Regions from separate parts of the Rattus norvegicus genome. Here regions 2 and 3 are each linked to region 1. The links are chromatin contacts, called in public Hi-C and HiChIP or PLAC-seq maps. All regions are on one chromosome and are shown on one strand. The core of a region is the stretch at or near the end of the contact, and the rest is flanking DNA. Distances in the headings are between cores, read along the strand shown.

Region 1 (3,546 bases), core at 764-3,263:
TAGTGTAGCAGAAACCAGAGGCTCCGAAACAAACCAATGACTCCTTGGGTGGAGGGTGGATACAAAGTGATGGGGAGAGGAGTGGGATTGGAATGCATGAAGGGAAAAGCACAAGAAATCAATAAAAAGCTGAAAGGAAAGAAAGAACGAAAGAAAGGAAGAAAGCTGAAACTGGGCATGTTAGCATACGCATTTAATTCCAGAGCCCAGCTGGCAGCAGGATCTCTATGAGTTAAAGGCTGACCTGGTCTCCCAGTGAGCTCCAACCTGGCGGCCCAAGGCTACATAGAGAGACTCCATCTCCAGAAACAAAACAAAATATAAACAAAGAATCAGGCAGAGTAAGCCTGAGCAAGCCATAAGGAACAAACCAATTGGCAACATTCCTTCATGGCTTCGGCTCAGTTCCTATCTCTAGATTCCTGCCTCTGGGTTCCTGCCTAACTTCCTTCTGTGATGGACTATGATATGGAACTGTACACTGAACTAAATCCTTTTCTCCACAGTTCTTTTGGTCATGGAGTTTTATCACAGCAATAGAAACCCTAAGATATAATGAAACCTGCACTTTATATTCTGGGGTTGGTGTGATTTATGGTCAAAAGGCATTTGAGGCCTTGGTGGTCCCCCAAACCATACAGATTTTGGCCATCACCTTCGGATGCCCACTGGTCATGTTGCTGAAGGTACCACAGACATTAGTTACAGAATACGGAGAAACCATGCTGTAACTAAACCGGAAGTTTCCTTCCAGCTCAACAGCCTTCATGGTACTGGAAGTTAACAGGGAGAAAAAATGCAGCAATGGCCTTCCCCAGCTGTGGACCTGGCAGCAAACAGTGGCTAACGTAGAGTCATGTTTGGTAAAGGCACAGAGAGCAAATGACTATAGATTACTGAGCCTTAAACAAGACTATATACCACTCTTCCATGGCTCAAAGAACATCAAGTCAAAGAGGGTAGAAAGGCTGTAAGAAGTCAAAGGTGGGGCTGAGGGCAGTGAAACTCTCTTATGGGCACATCATGGCCAAGGCACTCCTGAACTGACAGGACGCAGTGGTTCCTCTGTAAGCCTGCACAAAATAAAGCACATAAAAAGTTCATAAATGGGGAGGGTCTCATGGGTCCTCCATCCTTCCAGGGGAGCTCATGGCATCTGGGGATACTTAGGGAGTGTCGTTGTTTTTAGCCATGTATCCACCAGTGAGTTACTCAGGAACCAGTGGATAGCTTCGAATCCATGCCCATGGCAGTGGCCCTGGCTAAACTCAATGGGTCATAGCACAAAAACAACAAACAAACAAAAAGCATGAAAGTAGGATAGAACCTTGAAGATGGGGGAGGGGGATCCTAGGAAAATGGAGGGAGGAGGGAATTAAGGAAAGAGATGAGGGAGACCTGAATGTGCTATATTATATACATCTATGAAATTATGAATTAATAAATTAATTTAAAAACAAGAGCGCTTGAAAAATCAACTCTGTCAACCCTGCTGCACAGAAGTATAACGGGAGTGACTAATTATGATAATTGGAGGTTCACTAGGTCCACCTATCACCTAGAATCTACATTTCAACCAGTTCCCGAAGATTCTGAAGCATGAGTCACGTCTGCACCAAGGAGAAGCCAGATACCAGGCTGGCACGTGGAGGTGCCGGGTCATGTCTTGCTCTGCAAGGTTTGCCTGCTGGAAAACTCAGAGCCACCTGCAGGCACTGCCACATAAACGTAACACAGTAGACGGTAAAGACAGAGGAATAGCTGGCTTTGCCTGAGCTTTGGGAGTCTTCCCATAAGAGAAGGCTTTTGCACTGGCTTTTAAAGAATGAATTTGGGGGGTGGGGGTGGGGCACAGACGAGGACATTTGTCTCCCTGCTCTCAAATTCCTCCGCATCTTTTCTGGTTCTCATTCACCTTCCTCCAAGAGCAGGATTTTCTCGCCAGACCAGCCTGGCACCTCCTGACTCCCGATACTCGGGCTCCCCCTGTGGCACACAAGAACACCACCCCTGGGATTCTGGCTTCTGGCACCACAGCTGAGAAATCTCCTGGCTTTTCAGTCTTCCCAGGTCACACCACCTACAGACACTGGCAAGGGTACAAGGGGCCTTTTCTTTCCAAGGCCCCCATCACGCCCACATGCCTCTCCTCACAGCTGTCTAAGTCGACTGCCTGAACACAGAAGCAATTCACAGAAGAGAAGGAGAGGCAGGCGACTGAGGTTTCCATAAAAAACACACCCCCCCCCCTTCTTCCTCTCTCAACCGCTGCGTGCGGCACGTTACCGGAGAGGGCCTCTCTTCAGCCCGCTCTGGCTGTGGGTATAAAGCCAGGTTTCTTGAAAGAAATTTCCTTTTCTGATGTTGGACTTCTCTGAACATGTGGGTTTTCCCGGCTAGGGTGAACTGAGGCCACATCCAGCCTCACGGCACAGCAGTGAGCTTGCTCGGTACAGGGCAAACGCTCAATAAGTAACAGCTTTGTGGCACTGGAGAGCACACATGAAGCACCATGGATAAGGAAAGAAAAAAGAAGAAAGAAAGAGACGGGGGAGGGAGGGAGGAGGGAGAGACAGAGAGACAGACAGACCCATTGCCATCTATGCCGAGACTCCACTCAGCAGTTAATGGTGTTTGTGGGACTCTCCACATATGGCCCCCAAACTAAAAGTAATGTCCGGCCACATGCGTTCTACTGTGTTCTATTGCTAGCAGAATACACCTGGCCAGTCCTTTTTCTAGTTTGGATGTTCACTAGACCAACAGTGTTGGCCTTGATTGATGGTCACAGCGAGTAGGCCCCACAGTAATGGCACCGTAGCATCTACTGTGTTGGAGAGGCAGACTTCTGTCTCTGGTTAAAAACGTCATAGGAAGCAGTCAAAAATACAGAGTTTGGGCACAAGGTGTCAGTGAGAGACCAGTGCTTCTGAAGGAAAGAAAGTGGGTGGGATGTGGGCAGAAGGTTAGCAGGATAAGCCTCAGACAGCCCTAGCAGGAAGTTTTATAGCAAAAAGGCTGCTGGCAAGAGGGCTCGGCATAGTCTGAGAGGTGAGAATGTTCCAGAATGCAAGTCAGGAGAGACAGGGAGGATACAGAGAATGCGATCCTGGAAGACACCTCTCTGAGTTGAGGCAAGCCTTGAAAGGAGCAGAGGGTGTCTACCGACCACATCCCCTGCCCGGGTCCACACAGTGGACCTCTTGGGTGGAAGATCCCGGTAGCATAGCACCATGCGAACGTGACCTCTGAACCCAGGAGTGACACCTCACAAGTGTTCTCACCTCACAAGTCAGCCCAGTGGAGAGGCCGTTGTCATGGCTAGGAGGCTTGTCCTGTCCCTCTTAGTCCATTTTTCTCATTACAGGGATCCCTCTAAACATGCCCTTACCAACCCGCCCCTACCCTGTTTACTTTACAAGGCCTCTACAGTCCACTGCCATCCCCCAGTTAACTGAACAGGCCATGGAAATGAACTCCATATGGCAGCCTCCAGAAGATTCTTATTCAGTTCTCTGCTCAGGCTCTCAGCTGCCACCAACTGGG
Region 2 (3,657 bases), core at 605-3,104, 300 kb after region 1:
TCCCACCAGATGATATTTTCTGGTGAGTAGAAAAAAATCCCACCTCTAATAAAGACCCCGGGGGCACAAGATTACAAGTCACAGGAGCAGGGGACAAGATCCTCTATGAATCAGAGCCTGCAAAACCAGCCTCAACCCAAGAGGAAACATCCCCCTCCCTAATCACCCAGGATAGATGGAAAGGGAACATATTGTTCTCCTCCCAGCGACTTGGGCAACTTTCTGAAGTACAGTGGCAAAGTTTCTACGGGCAACTGTCCATGTTTGCCCAAGTGAAAACAAGTGCTTCTCCCTCCAAAAGCCTAACCCTTTCCCTGGGGAACAGATGAATCTCTGCGGTGGATTTCTACACAGAACCAGAACCTCTACCTACACCACTCCGAGGCCTGGACTGTAATTCCAGATGGCTTCAACTTACACCACCCAATTCTCTCTCGGCTTGCCTCTCCTGTGGCTTACACATCCAGCATTTAACAATCTTTAGGTGAACCTGGGTTCCTCCTCTGTTCCTGGAAACCAGTTGGGTACCAGCAGCCTAGTGTACCTAGCACCAACTAGTGTCCCTGTGGTGCAAAGTGGAACGGGTTCTTAAGATTCTGAGTAGTTTCTGCTTGTTGCCAGATGCACCCGGGTCCTTCTCCCTGCCTTTTTACTCACCCCAGCCAATGTGAATCAAATACATTGAGGTTGTACTCTCTAATCCTCCTCTTTTTAGAGTAGTGTTCGTTCCTCTCCTCCAGCTCCATTTCTCGCTGGTCTAAGCAACGCTGCTTTCTGGGTGAGGGCGATGGGATGGGGGACCCAGATCGTTCGGAGTGGGAGGTGCTGGAATAAGTAGGCTGGTGGGATTTAACCTTAGCCCTCGACTTCTCCCCGTTGTTCACAGAGTAGGCAACGAAGCCGAAGGTATTAGAAGGGGACTCTGAGAACCGAGACTCTCCATCGTCTATGTCTTCAGCCGGTGCTTTCTTTGAGTATTTGCGGTTGGGGGAGGATCCCCGCTTCCCGCCCCCGGAGGAGTTGGGGTAATCCACTTTGAGAAGCAGCCCTTCCCACTAAAATAACCGGAAAGTCGGCGCCCCGACTCTCGGACCCCCGCAGATCTCAAGGCCTCTCCCAAGGGGCCATACCCCGGCGAGGACAGAGGCCGGACGGCGAGAGTGGAGCGACGGCGGGAGGCACAGCGTGCTGCTGCTGCCTCCGCCCGGCCCCGCCTCTCCACTGCAGAGCCCTCCGGCCACTCCGGGGTCCCGGCTCTCCATTGTTCGGTCATACGGTAAAGGCGTTGCGTGCTGGCGAGTGGTGCCACCAAAGCTAACGACCACCAGCCTCAACCAGACCACCCACAGCGTGACAACTCACCCAATCGCGCCGCCCAGAGAGGATCAAGGCGCCGGCGCCCACTTAAGGCAAGAAGAGCGCACTCCCGCTGGGACCACCGAGTCGCCCCGGATCTCGGCTTGGTAGCCAACCCAGGACGCCCGCCTCCGGGGCGGCGCCTCCCGCCTCAAGTAAAAAACAGATCATAACAACCCGCAACCCCGCCCTTCCCGGAGCCTGGCTCACAGCGCGCCCTAGGAACGCCAAACAGAGCCGGCCCGAGCCGCACGCTACAAGCACGCGGGAGGCACGAACGCTGCATCCCGCGCCAAGCAGCAACAGACTGGAGCTGGGATGTAGAGTGCGACGCCACAGCCCGGGTGGCTGTGCACCCCTGGACCCTCCGTGCGCTTACCAGAGCGGTGGCCGGCAGGATGATGGATGGGTGGACAGGCCACGAGAACGAGACGAAGAGCGGAGAGGAAATGGGTGTGCTGCTCAAACACTCCGCCCTACTCCCATTCTCGGCTGTGCAGGGTTGCGGGCTGCTCAGTACTTTTTATTGGCAGCTTGTGCCCGCCCCCAGGCGCCCTGATTGGCTGGCCTAGGCCTGGAACCCCGTGCCCATCAGTTGCTGTGCACCGGGGCCCTGAGACCATTGGCCCAGGAGCCGTGAGGAACCGCGGGGTGGGGCGAGCGACCCAGAAGAAAGAAAGAGAAAGGGGAATGGGGGAGGGGAGGCAGCGGCGGCTGGGGGGCCGGGGCCGAAGGTGCTGTGCGCCTTTGCAGCACGCGTTCTTTAGCGACCTCTGGACCCTCGGACCCAGGCTGAGACTGTCTCAGCGTCATTTGGCCTTGGTCCTTTGCTACCTTAACAGTACAGAGGTTTTCGGAGAGATCTGTCGGTGAAAATCCAGAACCCCAGAAGAGAATTTTACCCTTTGTTGAGCGAGCCAGAGACAGACAGGATTCCCGGAACCTGGAGGACCCCATCTTCCTGGCTTCCTGACTGGGTTTGGGGGATGTGATCAGGCTGTGATTTCACGGTTTAAACACAAGTGTGACGTTTCTATAAAGAGGATTTTTGAGGACCGTAGACTGACTGACGTTGCCTTGTGTGTCTCGCAAGTCTCTGAGCCTCTCAGTGCCCGAGTTCCTTAGATCTGCAAAATAAAGCAGATGGAAGGACTTTCAAAGCGGTCCACCAGACTTGAAGTCAGGATGCAGACCGTGTGCTAAAGAGTGGTGGTGGCACATACCTTTAGTACTAGCACTCAGGAGTCAGAGGCTGGTGGATCTCCGGAGTTCGGGGCCAGTCTGGTCTACAGAGGGAGTTCCAGGACAGCCAGGGTTTCACAGAGAAAACGTGTCTCAACAAACAATAAGAAAGCAAGGGAAGAAAGAAATCCCTGCTTTTGCTTCTTGTTTGTTTTTAAGTATGTGGGGAGCGGGGCGGGGGGGGGGGGAATGAGTTTCTCTTTCCTTTCTTAACCCTGCAGTGTTGGCTGAGATAATGTGTAAACACTATGAGACAAACTGAAAATGTGCACAGAAATTACCTGTAAAAATAGACGTGGCCCATATATTATTAATGCCACGTTCTGAGCAATCTGTGTCTAGTACATGAAATCTACCTCATGTCCGGTCTTTATTATATGTTTTCAGGAGCCCTGGTGTTTGAGATGGAGATTTTCTAACACCAGAAATCCATGCTCTTGGTGCCTTTGGAAGAGGAAGGGATGGAGTTTGTTCTTCTGGTTATGTTTTGCACCACAAATATGAAAAAGAAATGTTGCCTGTGACCACACACACATAGCTCGGCCTCTTAAGTCAACCTCTGTCAACTCCCCTAAGTGTGTCTAACACTGTGGCTCACAGAAGCTGCATCCACCTCAAACGGGCTTTTTGGTATGCTTTGGACCAGAAAGACACCTTGCAAATCCAGTGTCCTATTCAGCTGTGTGAAGCGTTCTACTCGCACGGCGTTCGGCAGCGGGGTTTCACATCAGGCAAACCCAAGTCCAGATTCGTACCTCACCTCTTGCCACCTTGATTAATAGCCAAATTAATAACTACCCAAGCTCTCTTAGCATTTGTAGCAGTGGGAACTGGACCATGAAGAGTATTAGGAAAACACTGTCACCTCACAGGGCAGTATAAGCTGGAGAGACTGGATCATTTCTTTCCATGGTTAGTCTCTCTCTGTGTATGTGTGTTACTTGTTGCATCCATGTACATAGAGGTCAGAGGCTGACTTTAGGGTGTCGTCTTCTGTCACCCTGTCACTCTCCACTTTTTTTTTGAGACAGGGTCTTTCATCGACCCAACTTATTAGAC
Region 3 (3,998 bases), core at 248-2,747, 440 kb after region 1:
AGGCTGGCACACTGGGGGACCGGGATTATTATTACTACTACTATTATTTAGCCCCGTGTTTTTTTCAGCAGCGCTGGGACAAGCTCCAAGCACATGAGCCCGCACGTGCCTTTCACAGACAGACAACAGGGTCCTACTTACTTTTACTGTTCAGCAGTGACTGGAAAGACTCTCTCCATCCCAATACATCTTCTGAGAAACTTCTGTCAGGGGGGGAGGAAGGGGGGAAGCAGAGATTTTTAAATTCATTAAAAAAAAAAAAACCAACAACAAACAAGAGCATAGCACACATCCTAGGGTGAAGTTGTTGGTTGTCAAAACAAACCCCTCAAACTCCCGTGAAACAAGCAGCGAGTTATATAAGGGGCATCTGGACATTCAGCAACCCTTTAGTCCCTCAGCCAGTATCCCTAACACCCCCTCTTCTGTAAGCAAATGGATTCTACTCCCAAGACTCTCAACTTTGGTTTGCACACCTCTCCAGTGAAGCAGGAGGCTGGGAGAGCCTAGCTACCTGCGACCCCAAAGCCCAGCATAACACCTGGCATCTGGGCAAGATGCTCACTAGACGGGAGCAGACCCTGCCCTAGCCCTGTATCCGAGTGTTCTGACATCTTGAGATAAACAGGAGTGCATGTCCTGCTGGCACACATCTGCTGGGGTTAGCAAAACCTGGACTGTACCAGACTGTACCACCTCCACAATGGAGCTCCGCGGCTACAGCACAGCAGTAAAGTCTCACTAAAATCTCCAGAGAGGCTTAGGGCCACCTAGCTCGTCTGCTATTTTCCCTCTCAGGCCTCCCCCACCCCACACCCCACCCCCGACCCCCGAACCCTTGGACTGGTCAGACCATAGAACTTACCTCTCTTTGCTAAGCTTACTGGCCCACTCGAATTTGCCGTTACCCCCAGTATCCGAGCTTAGCTCTGATTTATGAAGAAAGATCCCCAGGCGTGTCTTGAACTCTTTGGCTCTGAAAGACAACAACAGCATGTAAGGATTCTGTTTGCTCTGCCAGCACAGGGACGTTTGGGCCGGGGTGGGAGGGTGCGGGGTGGGGGCGTCCCACAAGAACTAACTCCATCACCCCAAAGTTCAGTCTCAAGAAACTTGGGGACACTCGGCCATTCCCAAGGCCCTAAGCCCTTCTCTCATTGGTGTCTTGGAGTTCTAGTCCATAAAAAGGCTATGCCCTGATAGCTCTTAACACTTTGGGGTCTTTATGGCACTGCAGTCCCGCCTCGCTGTCCCCGTTTCCCCGCGTTCCCAAGGCTGAGCGTTGGTGGATTCCGGACTTTGTCGTCCGGACCGCTAAAAACAATTCTCTTACCTTTCCAGGCAGGTGTTAGGGAAGGTGGCCAGGGTGCGGCACATGGTTGCGGGCTCAGGGCAGCACGTCGTGGGGAGGATGGTGACGGACCGGAGGGCGAAGAGAGAAAAGCGAGGCTGTAGCAAGTTCTGACCTGCGCTGATGGGGTCGGGAGAGCAGCACGCGCCCGGCCCGTGGCTACTAAGTCTTTTATCCCCTGGGGGCGGGGAGGGGCCGAGCGTCGCCGACCAATAAGAGAGAGGGGCTGAGCGTAGCGAGGGAGGAGGCGGGGCGGGGAGCCAGATGGGGTGGGGCGTGACTGGCAGCCCCCAGGACCTCCTCCAGAGCTCACCGGGCTGTCCCCACCTCCGAGGTCAGAGACTTGGGGGGCCAAGAGAGGAGGAAGGCTTGAAGACCAGACATATGCCCACAACTTGTCAGGAAAACAACAACAAAACAAACAAACAAACCCCGCCGACCTCTAGTAAAAGCAGGAAAACAATTTAAAATGACAGGAGGGGTTTTGTATGGGTGGCGAGTGCACGCACCCGGAGGACAAGTACACGGGGGTTCATTCCAAGAAAAAGTACATCACCATTATCCTGCGCTCTCTCAGGTCAGAACAGGTACGGTTCCATGGGCGCCGCAGGTGATGAAGGATCAGAGGATCATTAAACTAAAGACTTGGCCAAGATCAGCAGACACGTGCGGAAACATTTACTTAACACAATTATAGCAGAAATCTTTGCAACGATGCTTAAAAAGCCGCATTGCTCCGCGCTCTGTAGTTAGAGGGTAAGTCTTGGTGCTTCAGTTCAGCTTTGAATGTACCGGCGTTGCTCCCACTGGAAAACAACAGAAACAGCTCTGTAACTGGTAAGTCATCCTGAAGCTAAGCAACTGTTCAGCTCCACACCATCCCTTGTAGGCGCCATAGTCTTCCCTGCTGTCCCTCAGTAGCTCCCTTTGAGACTGCTGCTAAGAAGCAGCAGTGAGGTTAAGGGGTAGATATTTAGGGAGCTTCAAATCATGTTTCTGCTGTGTAATTATGAGAGACCTTAAAGGCTTTATCTTTCCAAATGCTTCCATTTCTTTGGGTCTAGGGTTTAGAAGCCACTCTCTCCGGGTGAGTTCACTGGCCCCAAGGATTGAAGCCAGGGGAATCACCATGGAGAACAGGTTGGGGGTGGACAGAGAAAGGGCACTTGAGAATATCCGTTCATGGGGGAGGGGGGAGAAGACACCAAAATGCCTGGGTTATACAGAGAAGAGCCACTGGGAAAGAGCTGCCCAGCCCCTGGGTCGGAAAGTTCAAGGTTGAGGTAAAGACTGAAGGATGCTGGGAGAACTTAGAGTCCAAGTCTGCTTTGATATGTAAAGGGGTTTACCCATCCAGCCCAGTCCAAAACCAAACATCTGGGACAACCGTTCAGGTTGAGGACTCCCCTCGCTGAGCCAGGCCCTATGACGTGTGACCTAGTGTGTCAACCTGGTGCATGCTAAAGAACCATTTGAAACCGTTCCCAAACTCCCACGTTCTCAATGCAGAACCAAGGCAAAAGGGGACCGGCCCATTCCCTGGCACACTTCTATGTCAGATACAGTGAACACCAAATCCACATGCCCATCTTGCTAAGCTCAGCTCTTGAGGGCTTCGTACCACACAGCCCCAGGGCTAGGCTGCACGGTGCTGGGCAGTGGTGCGTAGGCAATCTGTGGGCGGATGCCTTGCTGAGCAGCTTCATCCACACGGAGCAGTCAGCCAGCCTACCAGGCGTACCTTCTGGATCTGAGGGAGAGGTGCTGAGCCGAGTTGAAGGTTTTGCTTTGCCTGGTGTTCCTCATACCCACAGACACACGTTTATCACACAGCTGCCAGGCATAGATGTGGGTGTTGACCAGGGCACAGCCGTTCTTCATGTGACACGGATGGATCAAACTCTAGTCTCACCGGCACTCTCACCCATATTGGAATCAACCCAGACACAGCCACGTGACAACAATACTGACTTGTGCAGAGGATCCATGCAAGCCCCCCTCCCATCCATTCTGCATCCTTGTGAGGTTTTTAAGGAGGTTTTAAATTTCCATTTCATAGGCAACAAAATAGCACGGCCTAAGGCGTTCTTCATTAAATGCATCCAGGCCGAAGCCAGGGCTGTCTCCAGATTCCTGGACTAGTATGTTCTATTTGACAAAGCAAGCGGAGACAAAGGAATTGATACGCAACCGCAGATCTGAGAGCACACAGCTCCCTGCTGGGGATGAAGAGCCCTCCTCTGGGTTCAACTTGCCTTCCCAGTTGCCATGGTTACCTCTCCAGTTTCCAGACAGAAACTTTTTGAAGTTCACAATGTATCCCGAATTCTCTTCCCAGCGGGTCAGTTCCTATCTGTGATTTCAGAAATGCGATTGACTCCACGGTTGCTGTGAATCTAGTCCATTAAATGTGCTTGTGAATTGCAGTGGCTTTGACAAAAAACCTGACCTCATTTTTGCCCAGCACGGCCAGCACAGCTGCCATCTCTTTAATGGAGGGTGTGGGGACAACAGCTTTGTGGCCTGGGTCATCTGGGATCAGCAATCTGGGCAAAGCTGGGGTCAGGATTAAATATCCCATAGTGTGTCAGCCCCTCTAGCCGTCATCTCTTTCAGCCCCTGTGGTACCCCATGTTACCCTTTCTGT

The links. Hi-C and Micro-C count contacts between places; a contact is called where the count stands out from the background. HiChIP or PLAC-seq counts read pairs in DNA pulled down with a chosen protein or histone mark.
Region 2: an H3K27ac HiChIP or PLAC-seq map of oligodendrocytes shows a contact between it and region 1, with 8 times the contacts expected there. The contact joins the promoter of Glul here to the enhancer-like site in region 1. A contact is called at or near these places in 11 of 12 Hi-C or Micro-C datasets (the A7r5 cell line, the Rat2 cell line, Schwann cells and 6 more) and 1 of 1 datasets of contacts at active chromatin or transcription factors (oligodendrocytes).
Region 3: a Hi-C map of prefrontal cortex shows a contact between it and region 1, with 3 times the contacts expected there. The contact joins the promoter of Rgs16 here to the enhancer-like site in region 1. A contact is called at or near these places in 7 of 12 Hi-C or Micro-C datasets (the A7r5 cell line, the Rat2 cell line, Schwann cells and 4 more).

What each region holds. Positions count from the first base shown.
Region 1 is chr13:68,879,093-68,882,638 of GRCr8, reverse strand. No RefSeq gene overlaps it. Among named protein-coding and RNA genes, the nearest start is that of Zfp648, 6.6 kb to the left of the region's middle. Within about 2 kb of position 2,013, at least 28 of the 93 cell types and tissues checked have an H3K27ac peak or open chromatin away from gene starts, as enhancers often do. A contact at or near this core is called in Schwann cells and prefrontal cortex, where this site is marked.
Region 2 is chr13:68,574,263-68,577,919 of GRCr8, reverse strand. It overlaps Glul (glutamate-ammonia ligase), which reads right to left and starts at 1,854. Exons shown (of 7, transcript NM_017073.4): 1 at 1,736-1,854.
Region 3 is chr13:68,435,619-68,439,616 of GRCr8, reverse strand. Rgs16 (regulator of G-protein signaling 16) reads right to left here and starts at 1,497. Exons shown (of 5, transcript NM_001077589.2): 1 at 1,334-1,497; 2 at 866-976; 3 at 142-203. The coding sequence starts at 1,377.